Linked DNA regions of Pan troglodytes: region 1 is linked to region 2. A link is a contact called in public Hi-C data. All regions are on one chromosome and are shown on one strand. The core of a region is the stretch at or near the end of the contact, and the rest is flanking DNA. Distances in the headings are between cores, read along the strand shown. Region 1 has its middle 60 kb from the start of MYL10. Region 2 has its middle 21 kb from the start of MYL10.

Evidence for each region. Hi-C and Micro-C count contacts between places; a contact is called where the count stands out from the background.
Region 1: a contact with region 2 is called in a Hi-C map of induced pluripotent stem cells, with 1.8 times the contacts expected there. The contact joins two enhancer-like sites. A contact is called at or near these places in 2 of 7 Hi-C or Micro-C datasets (induced pluripotent stem cells and stem cell-derived neural progenitor cells).

What each region holds. Positions count from the first base shown.
Region 1 is chr6:111,234,511-111,238,680 of NHGRI_mPanTro3-v2.0_pri, forward strand. No RefSeq gene overlaps it. Among named protein-coding and RNA genes, the nearest start is that of MYL10, 60 kb to the left of the region's middle. Within about 2 kb of position 1,466, at least 2 of the 24 cell types and tissues checked have an H3K27ac peak or open chromatin away from gene starts, as enhancers often do. A contact at or near this core is called in induced pluripotent stem cells, where this site is marked.
Region 2 is chr6:111,153,432-111,157,716 of NHGRI_mPanTro3-v2.0_pri, forward strand. No RefSeq gene overlaps it. Among named protein-coding and RNA genes, the nearest start is that of MYL10, 21 kb to the right of the region's middle. Within about 2 kb of position 2,985, at least 2 of the 24 cell types and tissues checked have an H3K27ac peak or open chromatin away from gene starts, as enhancers often do. A contact at or near this core is called in induced pluripotent stem cells, where this site is marked.

The sequences.
Region 1 (4,170 bases), core at 216-2,715, 80 kb after region 2:
CACACACTAACACACAGAGACACACACAAACACGCACACACAGACATGTAGTCACACACCAGATGCACACACATACACTAACACACAGAGCTGTACTCACGTAGACCACACACATACACACATAGGCATCATCACTACGCTAATGTCTCTCAATGTCCTACGACAGGTGTGCATGGCCTTGCCTTGCACTGAGGTGCCCCTGCAGTATTGGGGTTCCACCGTAGTACTGGGGTCCACTCACCCATAGACCGTGCATCTCCAGCTTCATGCGCAGGAATTTCCCGATGCCACAGGGCCTTTTGCTGGGGAAGATGCTGGTCTGCCCAAAGTCAACGTGGAATCTGGGCAGAGCCAGAATGACCTGCCCCAGGCTTGGGAGCCGAGCATATAACCCCCCTACACACAGCGCCATTCAGACCCTGGCACCCCACCGTTGGGCTCCCTAAAGATGTGTCCATTCTGCTTGACTTAAACACTGTATTCCTGGTTGGTCCTTCAGTGACAGAGGAGGGAGGAAGAGGCTGTGGCTTGCAGGACAGGGGGTCAGGATATGGGCAATGGCTTGGGGACCTCCTACTTGTAAGGAACCAGGGTGGGGTCCTATTGGGTGGACAGGAGACGCTGCAGCCCTGGCCTCACTGCCTCCTGGGATCCTCTGCCACAGGTCCCACCCCGCAGCCCATCCTGGGCCTGCGACCCAAAGCCTGTGCCTCCTGTCCCCTGTCCCTCCCAGTGCACCCTGAGCCCACCCTACCCAGCCCCCGCCACCCCACTCAGCCCCCGCCACCCCTGCTGCACTCCCAGGGCTGACCTTCTTCCCTGCCCAGGCTGGACATCCCGCCTCTCTTGCCTCCCCCTTGACCTCCCTGATGGGACTAAGTGGAGGCTTCTGTTCATGGAAACTGGGGTTAAGGAAGCAAACTACAGGGCCTGGGATCAAGGTCAGGTCCAAGGTCAGGGCTGAGTCAGCCCTGACTTCCTTCCTCCCGCCTCTTCCCCCGGGCATCCAGGCCCTTAGGTGTCAGGAGTTACAGCCTTGCCCTCGCCTCCTGCTCCTCTGGCCGAGGCCAGGGCGGCCCCTTCCTGTCCCCCCTGCCCGTCGTTCGCTCCCCGAGGGCGCAGCAGAAGCACGGGGAACTCCGGACCCCACGAGCCGCCCTGGACGAGGTCGAGCCGCCGCTTCCCCCGGACGCCGCTAGGTGGCGCCGCGCTAACGAGGATCGGGATAGACCGGAGGGGCCGCGCTGCCACCAACCGGGTCCCCACTCCCCAGGTCCTCACTCCCCGGGCCCCAGCCTCGCCCCAAAGCTCAAACACGCACCCGGGGACCCTTCCACCACCCTCCCTCCCCACCCCTGGCATCCTTAGCCCTCGGCAGCTCCCGTGGTCCCAGGGGCCTCTCCGGTCCCTCAGCAGGAGACCTGGAGTGCACGGCCTGTCCATGCCTCTGGGACGCAGGACAAAGTGGACGAATAGGAATCAACCGTGGGGAGGGAGGGGCCACCCAGGAGAATCCCAGTCCACGGAGTAAGGGAGGGTGGCATGCTGAGTGCCAGGCAGAAGGCCTGGCCCAGGCGGTGCTCCCTAAGTGAGGGTGCACCCTCACTTACATCCTTCCAGGATAGTTCCTCTTCACATCCTTCCAGGATAGTTCCTCGCCTAGGCGTTTTCTCCCTCAGTTTGGGGGTAGTGGTTTTTAGGGCCCCGTGTGAGAGTGAGAAGGCTCAAGGGTGCCACTACCCCAAAACCAAGGGGGCAAGGGGCAGACCCCAACTGTACCAGGAGCAAGGAGCTGCTTTAATTTACTCCTCCCAACATGTCTATCAGACATTTTACCAACGAGGAAGATGGGCTCAAAGCCCAAGGTCACATGGGGGTGGATGGCCAAGGCAGGGTTGGAACCCAGGTCTGGCAGATGCCCTTGCCATGCCCTGGGGTGCCCCAACTCTGACCACAATGAGCCCTTCCAGCTCCTTCCCAGCCCAAAACTAAACCCTGAGGTACAGTTACTGGGCCATGCTCAGACGTCCCTGACTCTATGCTCTACCTCTGTCCCTCTGAGACTCCCACTGTCCTACAGCCGCCTTCTGGTCTTTGCAATGGCTGATCGTCCTGCCGGGAAAGGTGTTTCCCCAGCCTCACCAGGGCCCACTCTGGCATCAACTCCTACAGGAAGCCCTCCCTGATTGATCCCTAAGTGGAGGCTTCGGTTGGGTCCCAGCCTCAGGAAACTGGCATCAGAGCCTCCCATGGTCCCGGGCTCAGACACAATAGTGAACTCAGCCAGGTGAAGGAAGAGCTGAGAGCCCACCACCACCACGATGCTGGTCCATCAGCAGCCTGTACCACGCCCCAAACACCCCATTTACAAAGAAACTTTTCAAAGGGCATTTAGGGCAGATGATAAAACTATGGCCCAGAGAGGCCAAGTGACTAGTGCAGAGTCACACAGCAAACCAGAAGAGACTAGACACCAACCAAGATCTGTCACTATATTCATAAAAGAAAAGAAGGCTGGGTGCGGTGTTTCGTGCCTGTAATCCCAGCACTTTGGAAAGTCAAGGGGGGCAGTTCGCTTGAGCCCAGGAGTTTGAGACCAGCCTGGGCAACATAGTGAGACCTCATCTCTACTAAAAATGTAAAAATTAGCCCAGCATGGGGACGTGTGCCTGTTGTCCCAGCTACTCAGGAGGCCGAGGCAGGAGAATTGCTTGAGCCCAAGAGGTGGAGGCTGCAGTGAACCGTGATTGTGCCACCGCACTCCAGCCTGGGTGACAAAGCAAGGCCCTGTCTCTAAAAAGAGAAAGAAAATAAAAGGAAGACCAAAAGCAATGAATTTAAAACACACACACACACACACACACGCATGCATGAGTGCATGCATGTACTTAAGTGGTAGGGCAAAGTGCCGCTGGGGACTGCAGCTGGGAGAGAGGGTGACTCAGTGCCAAGATGCCCTGCACAGGGCCCCATGCTTCTGAGAACAGTCCAGAAGCCGCTCCCAGCATGCAGCTAAAGCCATCCTCTCCTGTGGACACATCCCTGGGGACAGACCCCGTCTGTCATCACCTGGCTTGGGTAACCCAGAAAGCTCTGCCCTCCAGGCACCAGGACAGTGTCACCCATAATGAATGCCCCGGAGCACCTAGGGGTAAGTTGAGCTGGGTCAGGCCGGGCCAGTCCAGGCAGCCCCCAGGGACCCCAAAACCCACTGGCATCTACCTCTCAGGGTCTCAGGCTGAGAGCCATAGGTGCTGGGGGACATTCTGGAAAGTGCCCCCAAGAAGGCTTCACAGAGCAAGTCCTACACTTGGGAGTTGGATCCAGGTTCAGCCCCTGCTCTGCCCTACCTCGGTGTAGCCCTGAGTGCTTCTTTGAGTTTCATTAATACAACCATGGGCTGGGGTGGGTGGGCACGGAGTAGCATGTGCTGGAGAGAGAGAGAGAGAGAGACAGAAAGAAAGAGAAGGCACATGCATATCATACGTATCTTCACACTACTACTTCTTCTCTTTTTTTTTTTTTTTTTTTTTTGAGACAGGGTCTTGCTCTGTTGCCCAGACTGGAGTGCAATGGCATCATTGAACTCCTGGCCTCAAGCAATCCTCCCACCTCGGTCTCCCAAGTAGCTATGACTACAGGCACATGCCACCACACCTGGCTCATTTTTAAAATTTTTTTGTAGACATGGAATCTTGTGCTATGTTGCCCAGGCTGGTCTTGAACTCCTAGTCTCAAGTGATTCTCCTGCCTCGGCCTCCCAAAGTGCTAGGATTACAGGCATGAACCACCCCTGGCTCCTCTCTCTCTCTTTTTCTTTCTTTCTTTCTCTTCTTTGTTCCTTCCTTCTTTTTTTTTTTTTTTTTTTTGAGATGGAGTCTCGCTCTGTCACCCAGGCTGGAGTGCAGTGGTGTGATCTTGGCTCACTGCAACCTCCACCTCCAGGGTTCAAGCAATTCTCCTGCCTCAGCCTCCCCAGTAGCTGGAACTACAGGCACCCGCCACCATGCCAAGCTAATTTTTTTTGTTTTTTTTTGAGACGGAGTCTCGCTCTGTCGCCCAGGCTGGAGTGCAGTGGCGTGTTCTCCACTCACTGCAAGCTCCACCTCCCGGGTTCACGCCATTCTCCTGCCTCAGCCTCCCAAGTAGCTGGGACTACAGGCGCCCGCC
Region 2 (4,285 bases), core at 1,735-4,234:
GCCGCCCCACCAGCTCCAAGCCCCTGGGGTCCGTCCTGGAAAGACCTTCAAAGGACTTGGCCATTCTTGAGTGAGCGCCAGGACGGAATCTGCTCCCAGAGTCAATTTAAGCAGCCACACGGGTGGAAGGAATTTGCCGTTTCTCTTAACAGCGACCCCCTCATGATTTATGCGGGGGCCACTTTCCGAAGGCCCCCGGCTGATGGATCCTGAGCGGAAAAATGAAATGCCAAGACCCAGGCGTCTTGCTGGGCTAATTACTCTCAATGAGACCCAGCTGGCTGTGGGAGCCGGTGCGGGGGCAGACCCGGATCCCTGTACCCAGCTCCCTGGGGCTACAAACGCCTGTCCCAACCCTGCCTGTGTTCCCTGTCTGTCACCTACCAGGCCAAGTATGGGGCTACCAAGGATTCTAGGAGAGCCACTTTGGCCAGATAACAAGATGCATCACCTTGGATGCTGCCAAGCAAGCCCAGGACTGGCCATGGCCTTGGGTTTGCTGCTGCCCTGGGGGGTACATATCCTTGAGACACCAGGGGCCCTGGGGTTCCATTCTGCTTATGGGAAGACTAAGGCCCAGGCAGACAGGGAAAGTACCCTGAAGCCTCCAGGAGGCTCAGGAGTAATTGCAATTCCAGCCTCAGCTTCTGCCCTGCAGTGTCTTGGAGGCCCAAAGCCACAGAGCTGCTTCCAGATAACTCCCATGATTCGGGGCTGGCTCTCTGGGTGTCCTGGAGCCAGTCAAATATTTCCCAAGAGCCTCCTGCATGCCAGGCCCCATGTAGGGTGCTGGGGGCATAGCCGTGGGCAAATCCAGCCTACTCCCTTCCCTCAGGGACTTATGGCACTCTGGGGGAAGACAGACACCACTTACCAAAAAGTGCAAGTTCTTGGTGCCATGAAACTACATGGAAAGTGATTTGGCCTATGCCGCTGTCAGGGCCTTAGGATACGCTGCTGACCTGAGACCAGAAAGCTGAGTAGGGAGCGTGATGGTTAATACTGGGTGTCAACTTGATTGGGTTGAAGGATGCAAAGTATTGATCCTTGGTGTGTCTGTGAGGGTGTTGCCAAAGGAGATTAACATTTGAGTCAGTGGACTGGGAAAGGCAGACCCACCCTCAATCTGGGTGGGCACCATCTAATCAGCTGCCAGTGAGGCCAGAATATAAAGCAGGCAGAAGAATGTGAAAAGACTAGCGTGGCCTAGCCTCCCAGCCTACACCCTTCTCCTGTGCTGGATGCTTCCTGCCCTCGAACATTGGACTCCAAGTTCTTCAGCTTTGGAACTTGGACTGGTTTCCTTGCTCCTCAGCTTGCAGACGGCCTATTGTGAGACCTTGTGATCCTGTGAGTTAATACTTAATAAACTCCCCTTTATGTATATCTATATCTCTCTCTATATATATATATCCTATTTTATATAATGTTATATAATATATAATATAATTCTTTATATATAATTCTATATATATCTCCCTCTCTTATTAGTTCTTTCCCTTGTGATCCTGTGAGTTACTACTTAATAAACTCCCCTTTATATATATATCCTATTTTACATATATCCTATCCTATTATATATATTATATATAATACAATAATTCTTTATATATAATAATTCTCTCTCTATATATATCCCATTAATTCTTTCCCTTGTGATCCTGTGAGTTAATACTTAATAAACTCCCCTTTATATATATATATATATCCTATTATATATATATATATCCTATTTTTTATATATATATCCTATCCTATTATATATCTATCCTATTAGTTCTTTACCTCTAAGAACCCTGACTAATGCAGGGGGGATTGGGCAAAGGGGGCAGGGAGTGTTCCAGGCAGAGGGAGCAGCATGAGCAAGACTCTGCAACAGGAGGAAACGTAGGGTACCCAATGAAACTGTGCAGCTGGAACCCAGAGCTCAGGGCACGGTGGTGCAGGGAAGTTCAAGAGGCCGGCAAGGGGTTCTTTTGTTTGTTTTGTTTTGTTTTGTTTTATTATTTCTTTTAGAGATAGGGTCTTGCTTTGTTTCTGAGGCTGGTCTAGAATTCCTGGGCTCAAGCAATCCTCCCACCTTGGCCTCCCAAAGTGCTGGGATTACAGGTGTGAGCCACTGCACCCTGCCACGTTCTTGTACCTTTAGAAAGGTGCTTTCAGAAAGAACTCTGGAAAGACGGTGTGTCCACCCACATGCTCATTCTTGCTGATTTCTCTCTGGCTTTTGGGAGCCTCAGCCCTCTACCCCCAGAAGGGCAGCTCTGTGGATTACCCCAGCTACAGGGACGGGAGGAAGAACTGTAGAGCCTGGGGTCATCCAGGTATTCCTCAAGGACTGGACAGAAAGGCGTGGATATTGAAGGCAGCTAGTCATGTGCCCAGGTCAGGGGCAGTGGAGACCACCAATGAACCACAGCTTGGGAGAGAGGGGCCTCCAGGAGGCCATGCTGTGTAACTCCCAAGAGTGGCAGAGACCAGGGAGTTGGAGCCGCCAGCAGCCTCACAGCCATCTTGTGCCTTCTGAGAGGCCCCCTGCTTTTCTTTTCCCTGGGGCCCCACTTGTGCCGCATCACTCCCATGCCTGTAGCCTACCCCCATCCTGGTATCTCCCAGCCAGAGACCATTGAGGGCAGAGGTGAGGTGTTACTGGTGTTATTGATCACCCTCTCTGAGCACTGGTACAGAGGAGGTATAGACAAGTGGAGGCACTGAGGACAGAGGAATAAATGAGATGAATGCCCCAGCCTCCTCTCTGAGCTGACGTGGAGTCCCTCTGGCCTTCCCTGCCGGCTGGCCCTGTGTCTTGGAGGAGCTGGGCTCCTGCAGGTGGGCAGGCCTAGCTGCAGGGAGCAGCTGGCAAGCAGATGCCTGTGGCCTGCAGTACCTTGGCGCTGGCTTGGTTCTGCGGGGCACAAACAGGTCTGACAAGTTCCTCAGCAGCAGAGACAGGGCTCGGTCCGTGATTTCTAGGAAAGTCAAAGTCTTGGAGAGCAAGCGGAGCCAGGCTTGGGGTGGAGGGAGGAGCTCCTCTGCCATGTACCTGTCCCCTGTGTCCTGAGCCCAGAGCTCCAGACTGATGGTGGTGCTTCTCTCTCCCGCCTCCCACAGAGGGAACAGGAGCTCAGCAGTGGGGAAAGAGGAGGGGAGACCTTTCACTGTGGCCAAGGGGTAGGGGAGTGTGGCCCCTGTGGTTAAGCAGCTACCGTCAAAGCCAGGGCTGGCCCTCTGCAGGGTCCAACATGCCACTCTCCTTGGCCTCCTTCCTCCTGGCCTCTCAGGGTCTGAATTCTACCCCTCAACCCACAGCCTCCAATCCTTGGCTCCAGGGACCTGCTCCCCCAACCTCAGCCACCCGATTCCAGGGTCACACCTTAGACCTGCTCTTCTCTTCCTTAAACACTCGGTTCTTGTTTCTTACTTTTCTTTCCTTTCCCTCCCTCCCTTCCCTCCCTCCCTCTCTCTCTCTTTCTTTCTTTCTCTCTCTTTCTCTCTCTCTCTTGCTTTCCTTTTTTCTTTTTCTTTCTTTCTCTGTCTTCCTTCCTCGCTCCCTTCCTCCCTCCCTTCCTTCCCTCCTTTCTTTTCTTTTCTTCTCTTTCTCTCTCTTTCTTTCTCTCTTCCTCCCTTCCTCCCTCCCTCCCTTCCTCCGTCCCTGCCTCCCTTCCTCCATTCCTCCCTCCCTCCATTCCTCCCTTCTCCCTTTTCTTCTTTCCTCCTTTCCTTTCCTTTCTTTTCTTTATTTTTTTTTCTTTTCTTTTTGTTGATACAGGGCCTCAGGATCTCTCTCTATCACCCAGGCTGGAGTGCAGTGGTACAATCACAGCTCACTGCAGCCTTGAACTCCTGGGCTCAAGTGATTCTCCTGCCTCAGCCTCCCAAGTAGCTGGGACTACAGGTGTGTGCCACCATGCCTGGCTAGTTTTTTCGTATTTTTAGTAGAGATGATGTTTGGCCATGTTGGCCGGGCTGGTCTCAGATTTCTGACCTCATGTGATCTGTCTGCCTCGGCCTCCCAGGGGCCGGGGTTACAGGCATGAGCCACTGCATCTGCCCAACAGTTCCTTAGATATAACACCCAAAGCACAAGCAGAAATAGCTAAAATAGACTTCATCAAAATGTAAAATTGTTGTACATCAAAGGGCACTATCAAGAGAGTACAAAGACATCCTACAGAATGGGAGAAAATATTTGCAAATCACATATCTAAAAGGGTCCAGGCTGGGCGTGGTGGGCTCTTGCCTGTAATCCCAGAACTTTGGGAAGCCAAGGTGGGAAGATTGGTTG